Regions from separate parts of the Pan troglodytes genome. Here region 1 is linked to region 2. A link is a contact called in public Hi-C data. All regions are on one chromosome and are shown on one strand. Each heading gives the region's core, a stretch centred on a gene start, on an enhancer-like site or on the middle of the called end of the contact. The rest is flanking DNA. Distances are from core to core; before and after follow the strand shown.

The links. A called contact is a pair of places that touch in the nucleus more often than the background predicts.
Region 1: a contact with region 2 is called in a Hi-C map of induced pluripotent stem cells, with 6 times the contacts expected there. The contact joins two enhancer-like sites. A contact is called at or near these places in 3 of 7 Hi-C or Micro-C datasets (blood and induced pluripotent stem cells).

The regions. Positions count from the first base shown.
Region 1 is chr10:43,728,655-43,733,351 of NHGRI_mPanTro3-v2.0_pri, reverse strand. No RefSeq gene overlaps it. Among named protein-coding and RNA genes, the nearest start is that of KRT80, 55 kb to the right of the region's middle. Within about 2 kb of position 3,196, at least 2 of the 24 cell types and tissues checked have an H3K27ac peak or open chromatin away from gene starts, as enhancers often do. A contact at or near this core is called in induced pluripotent stem cells, where this site is marked.
Region 2 is chr10:42,990,921-42,995,830 of NHGRI_mPanTro3-v2.0_pri, reverse strand. No RefSeq gene overlaps it. Among named protein-coding and RNA genes, the nearest start is that of KRT8, 25 kb to the right of the region's middle. Within about 2 kb of position 2,375, at least 6 of the 24 cell types and tissues checked have an H3K27ac peak or open chromatin away from gene starts, as enhancers often do. A contact at or near this core is called in induced pluripotent stem cells, where this site is marked.

The sequences.
Region 1 (4,697 bases), core at 1,947-4,446, 740 kb before region 2:
GGGGTCGCTGCATTCCATGTGTCTTCCATGGAGACCAGGCAGGATCTCCTGCCTGGAGAGAGCTCGATGGGTGGGCAGATTTGCAATCTGAGCTGTTCAAGAATGGAAGGGGCTTCCTGGTGAGGAAGTAACTTACTGGGCACTGGCAGTGCACAAGCAGAGTGCACTTGCCACACAGGATGCTGCAGAGGAGACCCTGGTTTCAGGCTGGACTGAGCAGTGCTGTCCTATCTGGAGTTCCCCTCTGTGAGTGAAATGCTAATTCACTATTGCAGGAGCTGTCATGCTTCCTGAGGTTGTGAGAGAGATGGGAAGGGGTGGGAAGATCTGAGGGAATCAGGAGGAGAAGGTGCCCTGATTCCAGAGAGCAGGAGAAGGTAAGAGGCAGCTCTAGGCCTTTATCCTCCCTGTCAATATGTAGGAATGGTCGGGCTTCAATATTGGGTGGGGTGTAGGTGTCTGCGGGTGGGCCCTTGACTTTGGCAGGGCCTTTGGTCAGCTTCTGGGTGAAAGCTGCCATCCGTGGGCCCCTCGTCTCCCCATCATTCACCCTGCTCACTCTGTTTTCTTCTGATGGTCTCTGGATTCGTTTGAATGGCTCCTCTGCCCTCGTGGTTGCCCAGACCAGACGCTTGGCCATCCCCTCCAATGCCTCCACTCCTCCTCCCCACCCCAGTCCAACAGGCCTACTGGGAGACAGAAAAGTGATTTCAAGAAAGTGTTAAGGTGATCTACAGGCCTCTGCCCTTGCCCCTGCAGCAGGGGTCCTGCTGAATCCTTAATCAGGTCATGTCACTTTGCTATGTGCCCCACTATGCTATGATGTGCATCTTCTGGTCTCAGCAAAGGAAAGCCAGGTCTTAATGTGAGCCTCTCAGGCTCTCAGCCCCCATCTCCCACAATGCTCTCTCCATCCATCACCCCTCCCACCCTCAACCACATGGCTGGCTCTCCCGCCTCCTTCAGGTCTTCAGAGACATTACCTTCTAGTGAAGCCTTCCCTGACCACACTATTTAAATGTATGATCCCTCCTCCTGCCCCTCCATTCCCCTCTCCTGCGTTATTTCTCTCCATAGCCGCTGCCGCCTAACATACTGTCTTTAAGACTGGCTGCATAACTTGTAGTCTCAATGCAAAATGAAAATGTGGGGACTTTCATTTAAAAATTATTAAGAACTCCCAGGCAGCAGAGCGGGACCCTGGGTGGCTGCCTGGGCTGCATGCCCACATAGCGGCCCTCACAGTGTTCTTTTATTTTATGGTCCTTCTTCCTCACCCAGGACGTAAGCCCTACTAGAGGAGGGATCTGGGCTTTGTCCACAGTAGTATTTTAGGATCTGCAGCATCTATCTAGAATGAAGATGCTTTCTCACTTTTCTTAAAGTGAGAAAGGAAAGAGTCACATTAGAGGTCAGCACAGAGAAGGAGCACCTCACTCAGCCAGAGGGCGTGGGGAAAGGCTTCAGTGAGGACGCACGAGGCAGCCGGGTCTGGAAAGGTGGGCGCAGGGCTGGGGGAAGCCGGTTGGGGCCTAGGCAGCCTGTGGGCATGAGTGCAAGCATAGGGGTAAGAGAGTGCAGATCCCCGGGCTCTGCGGCTTCTCCATGGAGCAGTGCTGGGGATTCAGGCGTTACCCTGAAGGGTTGGGGTTGCATGTGCCTTGGTTCCAATCTACCTGTGTGACCTCAGTAGATGACTTAACCTCTCTGACCTTCAGTCTCCTCCTCAGTTGTCCTTATTATAGGGATAATATAGGGAATGGCATAGTCTAGAGCATATAGTAAAGTGTTGGGTACAGTAATGATAATATCTGGTGTATTTGGTGCGTTTGGTGTCTGGACTGGTGGAAGAGGCTGGAGGTCTGTGTAGCAGGTGTTTGGGGAGTAAGGGGGCTGGGAGACAGTGGATAGGGTAGGCTCAGTGTCAGCCCTGCTTGCTTGAAGGGCTGCCAAGAGGGAACCCTTAGAGGTTAAGGAGATTAGGACCAGGGAATGAGGGAGACTTGTTTTTGAAGGCCTCTAAGATTCTGGCCTAAACAGTGTGGCCTCAGGGCCTGGGGCATGGTGTTTAGAGAGGGAAGAGTCGCTCCCCATCCCTCCTCCTCAGCATCCGGTCACAGACAACTGAGGCTTTGAGGGCTGAGGACTGAGCTGGCCATGGGTGGAGGATGGGTGCTCTCCAGAGCAGAGTTCTCATGCCACGGAGGCAGCGGTGTCTTCGCAGGGAAGCAGAGCACAGCCAGTGCAGGCTTGCTCCTGCTTATAGGGCAGTATTCCTGGGGCCCCGAAATTAACTGGAGGACTTTCTGAGGGACTACCTGAGGCCCTGCAGCATGCTGCTGAGGGCCAGGAGCCTCTCTGACTTGGGCATTGATGTCAAAGTGACCCCATGTTCACTCAGGCTGGTGACCTCCTTAGCAAAGTGCCTAGCACATAGTAAGTGCTCAATTAATGGGAGTTGATAGAACCTGTGTCCTCAGTGTGTGTCCTCAGGAGGGCTCTGCAGGGCACTGAGGCCTGGTGGAGAGAGGGTGGGCGGGTAATGACAAGCACAAGGGCAGGAAGGGACCTTAGCAGAGGCTTATCTGCACTAAGCCCATTTTGAGAAGAGAAGACTTGCACGAGCATGGGGCAGAGGCCAGACAGGGGGACAGTGGGCCATAAGGAATCTCCCCGCTTCCCTGCCATGTCCCTTGACTAGCCAGAGCTTCAGACGTGAGTGTCCCCCTCCTGCTGGCCTCCACCAGGACGCTGCTCAGGTCCCTCAGACCCAACATGTCTGAGATGAGCTCTTCAGCTGCCTTCCCAGCCCCTTGGTCTCCCCAGCCAGCCAGTCCCAGAAACCTGAGAGTCGCATGAGATCCTTTCTTCATCTCCAGCCCCTGGCCCCTCCATCACTGAGCCCGAGGCAACATCTACACTTTGGCCACGCTGCCTGCCTCTGGCCACTGTGTTTTTGCTAGCGTGGTGCCAGGCCTGACCTCCTCTCTTCTCTTCCCCTGGGTCATGCCCTCTAATTTGGGCCTGGGTGCTCAGTAAGTTCTAGAAGCAGTGGGTGGCCAGGGGGTCTGGGGCACGGAGGACTCTTTTTTTCTGGTCTGGGGCCTGGATTGGGTCCTTGTCCCCTATGTGTCCCACACCTGTCAGCTGGGGGCGCTCCTGCCCCACGGAACCCCAGCATCCTGGCTCCAAGTGGGGGTGGGGAGCCTCTGGAGCCTCTCCCGGCAGCTGGGCCTGCTTGGCCTGCCCGGCAGGTCTGGGTGTGGGTGGAGGAGGCCAGGAGAGGGGTTGGGGAGGAGCACGTCTGTGTGTGGGTGCAGGCCTCGGGGTGTGGGGGTACAGGAGCTGGGTGGGTGTGTGCATGCAGCTTAGCTGTGTGTGTGTGTGTGTGTGTGTGTGTGTGTGTGTGTGGTGTGGGCAGAGTTCATGGTGTGGGTTCTGTGGAGCCTGGGGACCTCACGGTAGGATTCCTTGGACATAGGTGAAAGGCTGGGCCTGGCCCCGTTTGCCCTCCAGCTCCTTCCCCAGGGCTCCCCACCTCATCACCCACTCGAGGCAGATCTTCAGCAGGCTCCTTTGGAGGGCGAGCTTTGAGGTGTAATCCCCACTCTTCACCTTGGTCCATCCCTAAAATGGTTGTAGCCTCAGTGTCCTTGTAAGTACAATGGGGAGAAGGACACCAATGTTGCAGGACTGTTGAAGGGACAGTGGGAAGCACCTAGGGCCTGGCCTCCACACAGTAGCAGGAGGGATGGAGGTGTCACAGCTGTGCCAGGCAGCAAGAGCTGCGCCTAGAGAGGCTGTGCCCTCAGGAAGCTGGAGGGCTGGAGGGTGGCAGAGGCCCACCACAAAGCTGTGGGGCAGGGGCGGGGAAAGGCCATCAGACCACAAAGCACAGTGGTCCGGGCTCAGAGAGGGGACGCTCCCCTTGTAGGAAAGACAAGATTTCACCAGGGAGTGCACTCCAGGCCGTGGGCGGCCTAGCAAAACCAGGGAGGTGGAAGCTGTGGGGCCTCCGGACAGCAATAGCGGTCTGGTGTGTTGAGGCTCCGTGGGGGTCAGGCTGCTGGGTGGGATGGCTGAGTGTTGCGGCCTTGACCGTTAGTGAAGAGCCCGTAGTGGAGGGCGGGGCCTCAGGTAGGGAGACCAGCTGGGGTGGGGCTAGGGGCCCGAGTGGTCAGCAGGCAAGAGGGGCCGGGGCCTGGGCCTGGATGGCAGCTGGAGGGGAGAGGTTCACTGGGAGGAGAATCTCCTTTTCCTCTTGGACTGCATCGTAGGGAATCGAGGTTAGATGACTAGAAGAACTTCCTGGCGCACATCTGGGGACGCCCTGGCCCAGAGGCCTGGCCTTTACCCATCCCTGGATCCCCTGCCTCTCCCCAGCTCCCACTGTCCTCAGACACCCCTTGCCCCTGTCTGGGATTCTGGGGGTGAGCCCCGGCCTGGCCGAGGCCTGCTGCAGGGTGAGAGTTATGTTCCAGCTCCATTGAGTGATAAGTGCCACACTGCGACCTCTCTGGGTCTTCCCTGCCCACTATGGTGGGGGCGTGGGGCCCCTGCTCCATGGGCTGGGGCTTCTGACAGGACAGTGGCAGGCCAAGGGAAGGACCTACCAAGCCCACCTTGGCTTGAAGGCTGAGGGGGTGAGAGAGGGCTGGGTGGGCCTGGTGAGTCTGGGGCACCTGAAGCATTGTGGC
Region 2 (4,910 bases), core at 1,126-3,625:
ACACTGCCCCTAACCAACAAACACATCTACACACACACACAGACACACACACACACACACACAGGCTTTCAAGCACACACACCACCACTGGAACAGATACCTAACCAGCACTCCCTGTCACAGGCCCACAGCACACAGCCCTGCACGTGCAACTCAATCATATATACTCTCAGCACACCACACGGTGTCCCAAACCCCCATCTCACACATAGTTTCATGCATAGTCCCCATAAAATATGCACAGCTGGACACAGCGTCTCTATGCATGTCTCAACACACAGACTTGCACAGTGTCAGGAGGCTCTTATCATTGTCCCAAACACAGTCATGCCAGCTCTGCACTGGGATAGCTGGTTCTGGGGGACAGGTCTTTGCACACTGCCCACCCATTGGCTTTGCAGTTCCAGGACATTGGAGTAGCCTTCGTTTTATCCCTGCTGCCCCTACTCAAGAGCCATGATAAGCCTGGCTGGGGCAAGGAGCTGCAAAATGTCACTGCCAAAGCCATGCCCTCTCACAGACCAGCCCCTCAGGCATGGGGAAAAAAGCAGAAATAAGCCAATGGCTGGTAAGAGCTCAAAACCGTAGAAGCCCTATGGCACCTGAGGTGGACCTGGGAAGAGGACACATAAACCCTTGAGCCTGCTGGCCCAGGAGGGAGCTGTGCAAGGGCCGGGCAGACCCAGGAGGGAGCTGTTCAAGGGTCCCGCAGACCCAGGTGCTGGAGTAGTAGGGGCAATGACAGTGGCAGGAAAGTCGTCAGAGATAGGGCCTGAGGTTAAAAAGCAGTAACACCCCTAGAGCAACTCAGGGCAGGCCAGGCCCTTGGAGGGCGCCAGACTCTCCTCCCTGTGCCCTTCCCCCTCCGCCTTTCAGGTTAGGAGTCAGGCAGCAGGTGTTCAAAATGCTCCCACTAGCCTGGGCGACGTGGTCAGAACTTGTCTGTACAAAAAATAAATAAAAATTAGCCAGGCATGGTGGCACACATCTGTGGTCCCAGCTACTCAGGAGGCTGAAGTGGGAGGATCACTTGAGCTTGGGAAGTTGAAGCTGCAGCTGCAGTGAGCCTTGGTCACACCACTGCACTCCAGCCTGGACAACAGAACGAGACCCTGTCTGGGAAAAAAAAAATGCAGCTTTCACTGGGACTCCTGGGGGCTGACTCTGCTCTGCTTCCTGACATGAGTGCTGGTAGCATGATCTGTTCAGTTTGTGAAACTTCATCACACTGTAGACTTATGACTTGAGTACTTCTCTCTATGTATGTTACACTTCCATGAAAATTGTTTTTGTTTTAAATAAATCTCCCCGTGTGTATGAAGCTCCACATCTTTCTGGGTTGGTGTGCACATGTCTGTCTGTGCCTGTCTGTACCTGTCTGCGCCTATGCACATACAATCTCCCATAGGAATTATTCCTTGTCTCTGGTGCCTGAGGCCCTCCATATGTGCACCTGACAGTACACACACGCGCACACGCATGCACACACCCACAGCCCCCTGCCTGCGTGTCTTCCCTCCATGATGGCAAGGCTGCCGCTGCAGAGGGTGGGGAGGGAATGTAGTAAGGCCTTTCTTTCATTTAGCAGCAGATATTTACAACCATCTGCTCTGTGCCAGGCACGGGGATACAGATGCATTCCAGTCAGACTGGGCCCTGGCCAAGCTCACCGTCTGCTGGGGAGGCTGTGGTGTGGTGAGAAGGGCCCTGTAGGGTAGCACAGGGTAGGGGGAGCCCAGCCTCGGAGGGGCAAGGACGGCTTCCAGAGGAGGAAATCCTAACTAAATTGGGAAGATGAAAGGCTCACAAGTGGATGGGTCAGCCATAGGAGGTGCATTGCAGGCAGGGGGACAGCAGGCACAGGGGCTAAGGGTGTGAGGGGGTGCGACTTCCTCAGGGAACCCCCAGGGGATTCAGCTGCCTGAGTGGAAGGCCACGGCAGAGGTGACTTCAGCGGGGTCAGGCGGGCCTGGAGTGCCAAGCTCAGGGGCTTGTGTGTCTCCAAGGAAGGGTTTGGGCCAGGCTGGGACATGATTGGGATCAACTGGAAGGAGTGCTGTGGAGGAAGGCGCACTGAACTGAGAGTGAGGACACGGAAGTTCTCACCCTGGCTCTGCCCGATGCTACCCAACTCCCCTCTCTGAGCCTCCAAAACGACAGCGTGCTGCACCTCGGAGCCGCTGGCTCACAGGCGGCTGCTTTCTCCTGGGGCCTGTCTGCTGCCGGTTTGCCTGTCCTCCTGGGTCCTGCCCACGCGCTTCTGCCCCCAGGCCCGTGCAGGCGTGGACCTCCCGCGAGGGCCTCAGCAGTCTCCAGGACAGAGAGTGGAACCCGCCACCTGCTGGAAAGGCCGGAGCCGGCGCAGAGCTAGCGCGGGGCAATGTGGCGCCCTCTGCGGGGAGCCCCTGCTGCCTCGCGCCGGCACTCAAACCTCCAGTACACAGTGCAGTGGAGGGCACACCAGCAGCAGCACGCCTGTCTCACCCTGCTCCTCAGTGCCCTCCGCCCTCAGCTCCCCCCACCCACCCCCCACCATGGCCCCTGCGTTGCCAAGGGCACAGGGCATAGGAGGACGTGGACTGATCCACCCCAAGCTCCGCTCACCAAGTCATGCCCTAGCCTACATTTCCCATGAGGATGGGAGCTTCCTCTGATTTGCACAAAGCCACCCTGTCGGTTAGTGGCGGCCTGCAACCCAACAACCTCCCAAGTCAGCCTCCTGGGATAGGGAGGATGTAGTCAGGGGGTGGGAGGGTGTGCAGGCTTGGCTTCCAGAAGCCGGGAGAGCAGTTTCTTTCCCTGCTCCTCTGCTGCCTCCTAGTGGATGTCTGATGTCTCTCCGTTTTGCACAAATCCATCCCGCTTCGGTCAATCCTAGCCCTCTTGGTGCCCATTCTTCAGAAGTTCAAGCAGGCTGACAGCAGGCTGCAGGGAAAGAGGATAATCTACGGCTGCCCACGCTTCTCTGTGTCCCTTGGGTCCCCAGCACAGCACTGTCCCCCAGTGCCAATACTGGATTCTCAAAGTCTAGAAATGAAGGCAGAAGCTGGTGTTGGAGATTTTGCCCCTTTAATCAGCTCCACCTCAATCCCCTCTGCGCTGGCTCAGGTTCTTATGCTGCAGGAATCAAGGCGAGCCTTGCCTCTCTAGCCTCGGTCTCTCTGCTGTGTTTCCTGTGGCTTGTTTGATTTTGTTCAGGACAGGTTGTTTTGTTTTGTTTTGTTTTGTGTGTTTTGGGTTTGTTTGTTTTTGTTTGTTTTGTTTTTTGGCTTTTTGTTTGTCTGTTTCGAGCCAAGGTCTAGCTCTGTCACCCAGAATGGAGTGCACTGGCACGATCTCTGCTCAGTGCAAACTTTGGCATACCCCCCCAACCCCCGCCCCCAGTCAAGTGATCCCAAGTAGCTGGGACCACAGGCATGCACCACCACCCCCGGGCGTGTGTGTGTGTGTGTGTGTGTGTCTCAGGGTCTCACTCTGTCACCCAGGCTGGAGTGCCATGGCGTGATCTGGGCTTACTGCAACCTCTGCCTCCCAGCTTCAAGCGATTCTCCTGCCTCAGCCTCCTGAGTATCTGGGATTACAGGTGTGTGCCACCACACCCAGCTAATTTTTTGTGTTTCTGGTAAAGACAGGGTTTCACCATGTCAGCCGAGCTGATCTCAAACTCCTGACCTCAAGTGATCTGCCCGCCTCGGCCTCCCAAAGTGCTAGGATTAAAGACATGAGCCACTGCGCCCGGCCCCAGCAATTTTTTTTTCCTTTGGTAGAGATGGGGTCTAGCCATGTTGCCCAGGCTGGTCTCAAATGCCTGAGCTCACGCAATCTGCCTGCCTCTGCCTCTCAAAATGCTGGGATTACAGGCATGAGCCACTGCACCCCCAGCCATTTTTTCTTTTGTTTTTTGTTTGTTTGTTTGTTTTTTGTTTTTGAGACAGAGTCTTGCTATGTCACCCAGGCTAGAGTGCAGTGGCACGATCTCAGCTCACTGCAACCTCTGTCTCCTGGGTTCAAGCTGGGTAGCTGGGATTACAGGTATGCAACACCACACCCAGCTAATTTTTTGTATTTTTGGTAGATACAGGGTTTCACCACGTTGGCCAGGCTGGTCTCAAATTCCTGACCTCAGGTGATCTGCCTGCCTCAGCCTCCCAAAGTGCTGGAATTACAGACGAGCCACCGTGCCAGCCCTCTGCTCCTACCTTGTTTGGATTTTGTGAGATTCCATCTTGAGCCTGGAGAACGGTACATGTATGTGCTTCCTGCACTGAGTAAAAGAGAACCATTCAAAGGAGGGGAAATTGAAGAGGAAAACTAGTAGACAGTATTGGGGTTACAAACGTGAGCCACCCCGTCCCTGGCCGTTTTTTCTAAACATTTGAATTAGTTGCCAACATTTAAAAATCAGAGGCATATGCAGGAGGATCACTTGAGCCCAGAAGGTCGAGGCTGCAGTGAGCTATGATGGCACCACTGCACTCCAGCCTGGCAACACAGCAAGACTCTGTCTCTAAAAAAAATAAATAAATAAAATAAAATAAAATAAAAATAAAGATATTTCATGTAAAAATCCAAATTTCTAATTTATTTTGCAAAGTTGAAAATTCTGGCCACTCTGGAACCACATTCCCGGGTGGCTACATTGGCAGAGGGTGAGTAAAGAGGCTGCCTCAGACCTGATCCCAACAGTTGAGGAACCAGGAAAAGGTGCAAAAGGAGAGCCATAGTTCCCAGCTCTTCTCACCTCAGCTCCTTCCTGCAGGCCAGGGGCCTGGCACACAGGTCTGTGGATGCCCCAGCTGCTCTTCCAAGTGCTATCTGTACTAGGCCAATAGAAATATATAAGTAACCATCCTGGCTAACATGGTGAAACCCCGTCTCTACTAAAAACACAGAAAATTAGCTGGCTGGCC